Regions from separate parts of the Hordeum vulgare genome. Here region 2 is linked to region 1. A link is a contact called in public Hi-C data. All regions are on one chromosome and are shown on one strand. The core of a region is the stretch at or near the end of the contact, and the rest is flanking DNA. Distances in the headings are between cores, read along the strand shown.

The links. Hi-C and Micro-C count contacts between places; a contact is called where the count stands out from the background.
Region 2: a Hi-C map of seedling shows a contact between it and region 1, with 4 times the contacts expected there. The contact joins the promoter of LOC123402024 here to the promoter of LOC123406306 in region 1. A contact is called at or near these places in 2 of 6 Hi-C or Micro-C datasets (leaf and seedling) and 1 of 1 datasets of contacts at active chromatin or transcription factors (embryo).

What each region holds. Positions count from the first base shown.
Region 1 is chr6H:45,404,905-45,409,239 of MorexV3_pseudomolecules_assembly, forward strand. LOC123406306 (calnexin homolog) reads left to right here and starts at 1,901. Exons shown (of 6, transcript XM_045099793.1): 1 at 1,901-2,054; 2 at 2,150-2,219; 3 at 3,274-4,335. The coding sequence starts at 1,974.
Region 2 is chr6H:45,759,940-45,764,332 of MorexV3_pseudomolecules_assembly, forward strand. LOC123402024 (alpha-1,3-arabinosyltransferase XAT2-like) reads left to right here and starts at 1,833. Exons shown (of 3, transcript XM_045095879.1): 1 at 1,833-2,401; 2 at 2,513-2,608; 3 at 2,728-4,225. The coding sequence starts at 2,275. The coding sequence ends at 4,016. It also overlaps the pseudogene LOC123405046.

The DNA of each region.
Region 1 (4,335 bases), core at 651-3,150:
TTAAGAAAAAAGAAAAGCTATATAACTTTATAAAGGAAATACAAGCTTAGTTTTGTTGCATCAGAACATATCCAAAGCATGTTGGCACTTTCGGTTGATGGGGTGTATGCGCAAGATGATGGATCGGCAGCTGTTGGAATGATTTTGAGAAGACGGGATGGCTCGGTGGGTTCTGCTACATATTGGTACATATTCCCTCCGTTCCTAAATATAAGTCTTTTAAATGATTTTACTATATGTCTACATACGTAGCAAAATGACTGAATGTATATTCTAAAATATGTCTATATACATCCGTATGTGGTCCATCAGTGAAATCTTTACAAAGACTTATATTTAGGAACGGAGGGAGTATTTGATTGCAAACAAGCTCTTGAAGGCTCATTCTATCCTTTCTACTACCTTCGTCCAAGTGTATATGGCATGTACGTAGTTCTAGGTTGTTAATTTAACTAGCTAAATATATATCATATGCCATAAAAATTACATATTCAAAAACTACATCCCCGCATGAATCTAATGATATATTATTTATTACATATATTATATATTTAAATAGTTAAATTAACGACCTAGAACTACGCGCATGCCTTATACACCTGGACGGAGAGAGTAGTAATAGTTTGGATCACTCTGCTTAAGGACAGATGGTTTCGGAGATTAAGTTTATATTGATCGGTAGGGATTTTATTCCTCAGAAAATTCATAGAGATCAAAACATGGCATGCAGATTGCCTAGCTAGGTATAGTCGAACTAAATGCATCATGACTGTGTGGTTGCATCAAGGTCCTCCATGTATAGAGGAAATTTGGCCTTCAGATTGTAACCCTGTTACTATGGAATAAAATTTCTATTGAACCCACAAAGAATTAAATAACAAATCAAAAGGAGTTTATTAACATATAAATTTGAAAAACTTTTGTGGGCCCGTGACCCCGAACATGCAATCTCGCAAGAGGTCCAGCCCAGCGCAAATGAAAACACATAGACACACAGAGAGAGGTGGATTTAGGCCCCAAGCAGCTCGGACAACTGCCTGAGATGTGTAGGCAGTTTCCTTCTACCGACCGCGAGAGCGCACAACAAGGTGAGGAAACGCCTTGCCATCGCCGTTTGCCGACCGGGCCTAGCCCGCTGGCTTCCTCCAACGACGAGAGAAGAGGAAGCAGAGGAAGGGGGTGGCGACAGCTGCGGCTAGGGTTCCGCCCAAACCGCCGGCAGGGGCGACGCGGACGCTATTATATTAAAACCATGACATTTTATGCTTACATGTTAAATTCATTACTGTAATTTTGAATACTTTGTTTTTTTATAATACTTTGCTACCGAACAAGACCTTAGAGATGAGAGAGTGTTGCTTGGACTCCCCGTGGTTTTCTGGTCAGGAGCCTGATGGTTGACGGTGCATCTAAAGTGCGAAAACCCACATTTAACACGCTATTTCATACTCACTCCATTTAAAATTACTTGTAAAATAATAAATTTACCTAAATGATATTAATTTTAAGTACATTCATTTTATCATTTTACGCCTTATTCTAGACGGGGAGTATGAATAAAGCTTTTTAGTCCTGAAAAAGAAAACTCACGTTTGAACAGAAAAGAAGGTCACTCGAGTCTCGAGGAAGATCTGACAAAGTCAGTGAGAGGAAAAAAACCCGCCCAAAGCTTCCACGTGGAGCCCCCGGTGGGTCCAGGCGTCACCATGCGTACGTGGCACCATTCCGTTGGCTAACATCCCGTCTAAGCAGCCCCTGATTGGCCGGAACGACTCACGCCACGTATCGCGACACAACCTCCCCGTCCAGCACATCTCGGCCGTCGCATCCTCCACCCCGCCTCATCCCAGCCGTCCAACGTTCCTTGTCGCCCCTTCAATTACACCCGTCTCCTCCCCCGGCATCGGTCGCTTCGAAGATCGACACCAGTGGAAGTTTCTTCCGGTCCCAGAGAGATCGCGGAGGGGAGGAGGATGACGGGAGGGCGCGCGGTGCTCCTGCTGCCGCTGCTGGTGATCTCGGCGCTGTTCGCGCAGATCAGCGCGTCGGATCCGGTAATTCATCTCCCCGGCTTCGTGTCGCTGCTTCCGGTTCTTTTTTCCGCTCAATTTTGGGTGAGATTTGTGATGTTCTGCGTGGGGTTTCGCAGCTGTTCCACGAGTCCTTCGACGAGAGCTTCGACGGGAGCTGGATCGTGTCCGGCAAGGATGAGTACAAAGGTGATTCTCCCGCCTTTCCGTTGCGTGTTATTCGATCTGTGAGAGATCCGTGCTTGGGTTTAGCGGCAGGTGGCTGGGTTTCTGATCCGTTCTGTGGGATTCTCTACTGACTTCCGAGGTGCTGAATCTGATCTGCTAACGTTGTGAGGCGATTTTATGTGGAGTTCGATTCAATTGTTTAGTTGAGGTAGCGATGAGTTATCGGGAGCGATACGTTTGGCGACCGTGAGATTCAGAATATGTTTGCAGATTGTTGCCTTTGTTCCTACATATGGTGATGCGTTAGTTCAGATCCGCTACGCATCCACTGCCATGGTCTTGTTGGTGACAATAAGCGCTCCACAGTTGTTAGATTATTTGTAGTCACTAGTCAGTATATGATAGAACAATGCGGAGGAACGAAGAGTACATGCAATGTGTTTTGAGAGGTGAATTGGCTATGATGTATAGTCTTGTTCCTGCCTTTCTGCGTGATGACAGTTTAATTTGTGTAGATGAGCTGCATTTGAAACGTCGAGAAAATGCAGCAATTGTCTGCATTGTGGTAGTTGTCTTTATAATTATATCAATATCCCCATCGAGTTAATTAAAATTGTTGCTCTATGTATTGTTTCCCTGCTAGCATGTCATATGATCGATGCAAAGTGCAGCACCTCGCTCTTAACAGTGTAACATTACTAGGTGAATTATGATGGCTTGGCAACCTTGTGACCTAATTGTTTTTTGATAGGGATTCTGATGGTACAAATGGAATGGTGATTTGTGAGTATTGCGATTAGTAGATGGCTAGCTGTAAAATGATGTTCTTTGCAACTCTTGTCATACAGTTAATTCATGTTCATGCCCTGTTTTTCTCACTAAGAATTGGCATTTCTGCGTTAAACTTATGCCTCTTGTTCTTTGATTATCTGCCTTGTTTCCCATGTCTTTTCTAATGTAGGTTTTGCCTGTCTGGCAGTTGTTCATTCGACTCCATTTCCTGTCAAAATTTGTTGTTCCACTAATACTTTTAGTACTGCACTCATGTATTGTGTTAATATAATGTGCCATACAGGTGCATGGAAGCACTCGAAGAGTGATGGCCATGAAGACTATGGCCTCCTTGTTAGTGAGCCAGCCAGGAAATATGCCATAATCAAAGAGCTTGATTACCCTGTTACTTTGAAGGACAAGACAGTTGTCCTGCAGTTTGAAGTGAGGCTTCAGAATGGCCTTGAGTGTGGAGGTGCTTATATCAAGTACATCCGTCCTCAGGCTGTGGGATGGAACGCCAAGGACTTTGACAATGATACTCCATACACAATTATGTTTGGTCCTGACAAGTGCGGTTCAACAAACAAGGTTCACTTCATCCTGAAGCACAAGAACCCTAAGACTGGCAAATATGTTGAACATCACCTCAAGTCCCCGCCCTCTGTCCCATATGACAAGCTCTCTCATGTCTACACGGCTATCTTGAAGCCGGATAACGAGGTCAGAATTTTGGTTGATGGGGTGGAGAAGAGCAAAGCAAACTTCCTGTCTGCTGATGATTTTGAGCCAGCACTTATTCCATCAAAGACTATTCCTGATCCCGACGACAAGAAGCCAGAGGACTGGGATGAGAGAGCTAAAATCCCTGATCCAGATGCCGTGAAGCCTGATGACTGGGATGAGGATGCCCCAATGGAAATTGTGGATGAGGAGGCCACCAAGCCTGAAGGATGGTTGGATGATGAGCCTGAGGAAATTGATGATCCAGAGGCTGCTAAGCCTGAGGACTGGGATGATGAGGAGGATGGCGAATGGGAGGCACCGAAGATGGACAACCCCAAGTGCGAAGAGGCACCTGGATGTGGTGAATGGAAGAAGCCAATGAAGGATAACCCTGCCTACAAGGGCAAGTGGCATGCACCCCTGATTGACAACCCCAACTACAAGGGAATCTGGAAGCCCCAAGAAATCCCCAACCCTGAGTACTTTGAGCTTGACAAGCCTGACTTTGACCCAATTGCTGCTATTGGAATTGAGATCTGGACAATGCAGGATGGCATCCTGTTTGACAACATTCTTATTGCCGATAATGAGAAGGTAGCCACCTCTGTCCTGGAGAAGACATGGAAGCCCAAGTTTGATG
Region 2 (4,393 bases), core at 583-3,082, 350 kb after region 1:
CAAATGGGTCCGTGACAGACAAAACTGGGTGCTCCCGTCGTCCGCTCTTCCCCTCTTGTGTCCACCCTTGTCCCACCTATCAGCGGTCCGTCCCTCCTCAAGGCCGCTGCCTGTGGAAGTGGCCGATGACCCACCGCGAGTGCTGACGTTTCCCATCTCGACGCGAAACCTCCTGGAGCGATCCCTGCTCCTCGCGGCAGCAGGCTCCGGTGTCGGCAGCGGCTGTTCGGTGGCGAGGAGGGTCGCGATGGAGGGGTGCGGGGCGCGACGATGGCGGGATAGAGCGGGATGGTCGGGGTGGTCCGGAGCCAGGCGGCGACACACGCGGCGTGGAACGCGTGGCGGCATGCCGGGAGCAACCGCAGCTTGGTCTTCGACCTAAATGCGAGAGGCAGACGACGCAGTCCGGGGAGCTCCTAGGCAGCGCCGCCAGCGCAGAAGGTATGGTGAACCGGGGCAGTGACTCGATCCGATCCTTCTTACCCTCGTCCTTCCCGTGCGGCCCGGGCAACGGCGAGGGTGGGGGAGACGGGCGCGAGCGGCTGAAGCGGTCGCGGAGGCAGGCGCTGATGGAGAGGGAGGCGACGACGACGAAGGCAAAGAGCCCGAGGATGATGGGGATGCAGTAGAGCATGGAGGTGCCGATGTTGTCGGCGTGCCTCGACGGAGGAGCCGATGGGACAAGGACGCGAAGACCGCCCTGAGGAACAACGCTGGCGGGTCGGCGGTGGCGAGGTCGTGCGCTAGGCGGCGCGGGGAGCGAAGGAAAGATGCGTCTTCCACGCCAGCAGCCTCACTTGTCCGCTTTTTTGCATCTCGTGCATTGGGTTCGCCCATCGATCACCCGTGTTCACCTCATGTCCGCTAGGCGGATGGACAACCCAAACAGACAAAATTCATGTCCGTGTGGATCGTTTCGTTCAAGTTGCTCTTCTCTCCCTAATAATAAAGCACCGGTGGCTTCTGTCGTCCGTCGTGGCATTTTTGCAGAAAGACCCCTATAGTTTCCTCTAATTAACCTGCAGTCCGTTTATAAGTGAGGCCGAACCGTTTTGTTTCACATTTTACACAAAACCCCCTTACTTTCGTGCTAAATAACCCGCGGTCCAAATTGTACTCAGAGCGAATCATTTTTTTTTACCTAAACCCCTCACATATGCGTTAATAACCTCGAAGTTCATTCAGAATAAATATGTATTTTCAAATAATAATATCTTTTAAACCGTAAATTCAATTTAAACGTGTTATATATGAAACTTGATTAGAAAAATGTGTAGAGTTTGAATATGTTGTTATTTTACATGTTAAATATTTTTACAAATACTATATAGGATACAATGCTAATTAATATTTGTCTTTATTTCGTACCGACTATTTATATTGTAACATGTTAACTTAAGCATCAATATTTGGAAAATGTTATAATTTTTGGACATGATGTACTTGCACTCGGTTCTTTTTTGTACATATTTTATAATCTAAGACCTTACGTGCGCACCTTTTTTTATAGTATCCACGCGCGTTTTTACCAATGAACTATACTTTTTTATTATTCATTTTTCTCCTGTTGCAACGCACGTGTGTAATTGTGCTAGTAGAAAGAAAAAAAGGGAAGCGTTACTCCTCCTTTGGCTCCAGCTGTACACAAACTCACGCGTGTTGGCACATCGGTACGTAGGAAAACCCGTGACGCTCGCCGGTACATGCCCACATTCATGCTCTCGGTCGGCCGGTCCGAACATACATACATCTCTTCCCGCGGCCGAAAATGGAAGTAACAATAATCCCACCATAGAAATAAGGTGGGGGAGGTGGCTCAACAACACTGCGGGTCGGGCCCGGCCCAGCCCGGTCTGGTCAACGGTCCACCACGTCCTACGTCGTGCCTGCCAGTCTCTCCACACGACGACGGCCGGCCGGCTAATCCCAGGGGCCAGTCTGCTAATCATCCTCCATTTTGCTGCAATAATCCCTCACTTATGAGTTGCCAAGGAGAGAGCATTCCGATTCTTTATTACCACCCTCGTTTAATCATCAGCGAGCAGAGCAGAGCAGCTGAGGCCCATCCAGATCCAGCTCGGCACGAGAAAGTTTCAAAGCATCTCTCCTCTCTCCTCTCTCTCTCTCCGTCTCGAGAAGAGTCTTCCTCCTTGGGAGGAGGCAGGCAGGCAGCAAGCAAAGCCCAGCAAGCAAGCAAGGGAGCTGACTCCGTGCCGCCTGCTGCCCCAGATCTAGCCGGGGTCGGGGGAGGGCGCGCTGGGGTCGGCGTCGGAGATGAAGGCCTCGCTGCGGAGCCGGCAGGAGCCGCGGCGGGTCAGCAACGGCGTCATCATCGCCGCCATGCTCCTCTCCCTCTGCGTCCTCAGCATCGTCAAGGCCAGATACTGCTCCACCCCCTTCGGTATGTCTACTATCTTCTTCTTCTTCTTCCTCCTCCTCTTTCCCCTTCTGTTTGCTGTCGAGCTTGCTGGTTCTTGGATGGACGGGTGGATGAGAGCTTGGATGTCTGCAGGCAAGCCGGACGACCAGCTCAAGGAGCAGATGAACTCCAGCATCCGGATGGAGACCGACGACGACGAGCCGGCCCCCGCCGCCACCACGGTCGGAGGTAAGCAAGCTGTCTTCCGGATCGATTGACTTGTTCGGCTCAGCTAGCTAGAACCGGCCGATTGCTGATTTGGGGACGAAATGTATGTTGCTCAAGACTGTTTCTTTTTCCCTGGCCAGTTTCAGAGGAGGACGCGGAGGAGGATGTGGAGGAGGACAGCGCCGCCCCGGTGCCCAAGGTCACCACGGAGAGGGCGGAGAAGACTGCCGTCGTCTCCGGCGCCGGCGCGGGGAGGAAGGATAAGGATAAGGGGAAGGGGAAGAAGAAGAAGCCGACCTGCTTCATGACGAGCAAGCGTTCGGAGCGGTGCGAGGCGGCGGGGGACATCCGGGTGGTCGGCAACGCCTCCACCATCTACATCGACTCGCTGGACAGGGAATGGAGGACCAAGCCGTACGCGCGGTACCACGACCCCGTCGCCATGACCCACGTCCGGGAGTTCGTACTCAAGCCCTTCCCCGCCGACGCCCCGCCGCCGGCGTGCACCAAGAACCACTCCGTCCCCGGGTTCGTGTTCTCCAACCGCGGCTTCTCCGGCAACCTGTACCACGACTACACGGACGTGCTGGTGCCGCTCTTCCTCAGCACCCGCAAGTTCAAGGGCGAGGTGCAGTTCCTGCTCAGCGACCTCAAGCCGTGGTGGGTGGCCAAGTTCCGGCCGCTGTTCCGGCAGCTCAGCAACTACGAAGTCGTCGACGTCAACAACGACCTGGAGGTGCACTGCGTGCCCCGCATCGTCGTCGGCTCCGACTTCCACAAGGACATGGGCATCATCCCGTCCAAGGCCGCCGGCCACGTCTCCATCGTCGACTTCAAGCGCACCCTCCGCGACGCCTTCGGGCTGGAGCGCGCGGCCGCGTCCCGCGGCGGCGCCACGGGCGCCGGTAAGCCCCGGCTCCTCATCATCTCCCGCAAGAACTCGCGCCGGTTCCTCAACGAGCGGGAGATGGCGGCCGCCGCCACCGCCATGGGCTTCGACGTGCGCATCGCGGAGCCCGACCAGCACACCGACATGTCCACCTTCGCGCGGCTGGTGAACTCCGCGGACGTGATGGTGGGCGTGCACGGCGCGGGGCTGACCAACATGGTGTTCCTCCCCGCGGGGGCCGTGCTGATCCAGGTGGTGCCGTTCGGAGGGCTGGAGTGGCTCACCGGCGTGACCTTCAAGAACCCGGCGGCGGACATGGAGGTGACGTACATGGACTACAACGTGCAGCTGGAGGAGAGCTCGCTGCTGGAGCAGTACCCGCGGAACCACCAGGTGCTCACCGACCCCTACGCCGTGCACAAGCAGGGGTGGGACGCGCTCAAGGCGGCGTACCTGGACAAGCAGAACGTCCGGCTGGATCTGGACAAGTTCAGGGCCACGCTCCGGGACGCGCTCAGCCGGCTGCCGCCGGCGGCCTGAGCCTGCCCTGCTCGACCACGCCCGTCCCTGATTCGGTAGATATAGGTCCGTGTATATCTATCTGCTCTGCTCTGCTCCGTGCCTGCCTCGTTTTGCTTGACTTGATTCTTGATTTCTTCTTCTTCTTCCTCCTCTTCCTCTTGCTCTTCTTGTGGTAAGATCCCATTGACGGCGAGCAAGAACATGTGGTTACACAACATGTTGCTTCATACCCTTTTGTGATTATTTGTTTCTTATATCTATTAATTAATTTACAAGAAAGATGCCAAGAACATATGGCAGTCGGCCTTCTTCTCCGTTTTGTCGATCCATGAATCCATGCCAAGAACATATCGCAGCTATTTCCTCCCTTGGTCCAACTCCATTGGCAATGGCAT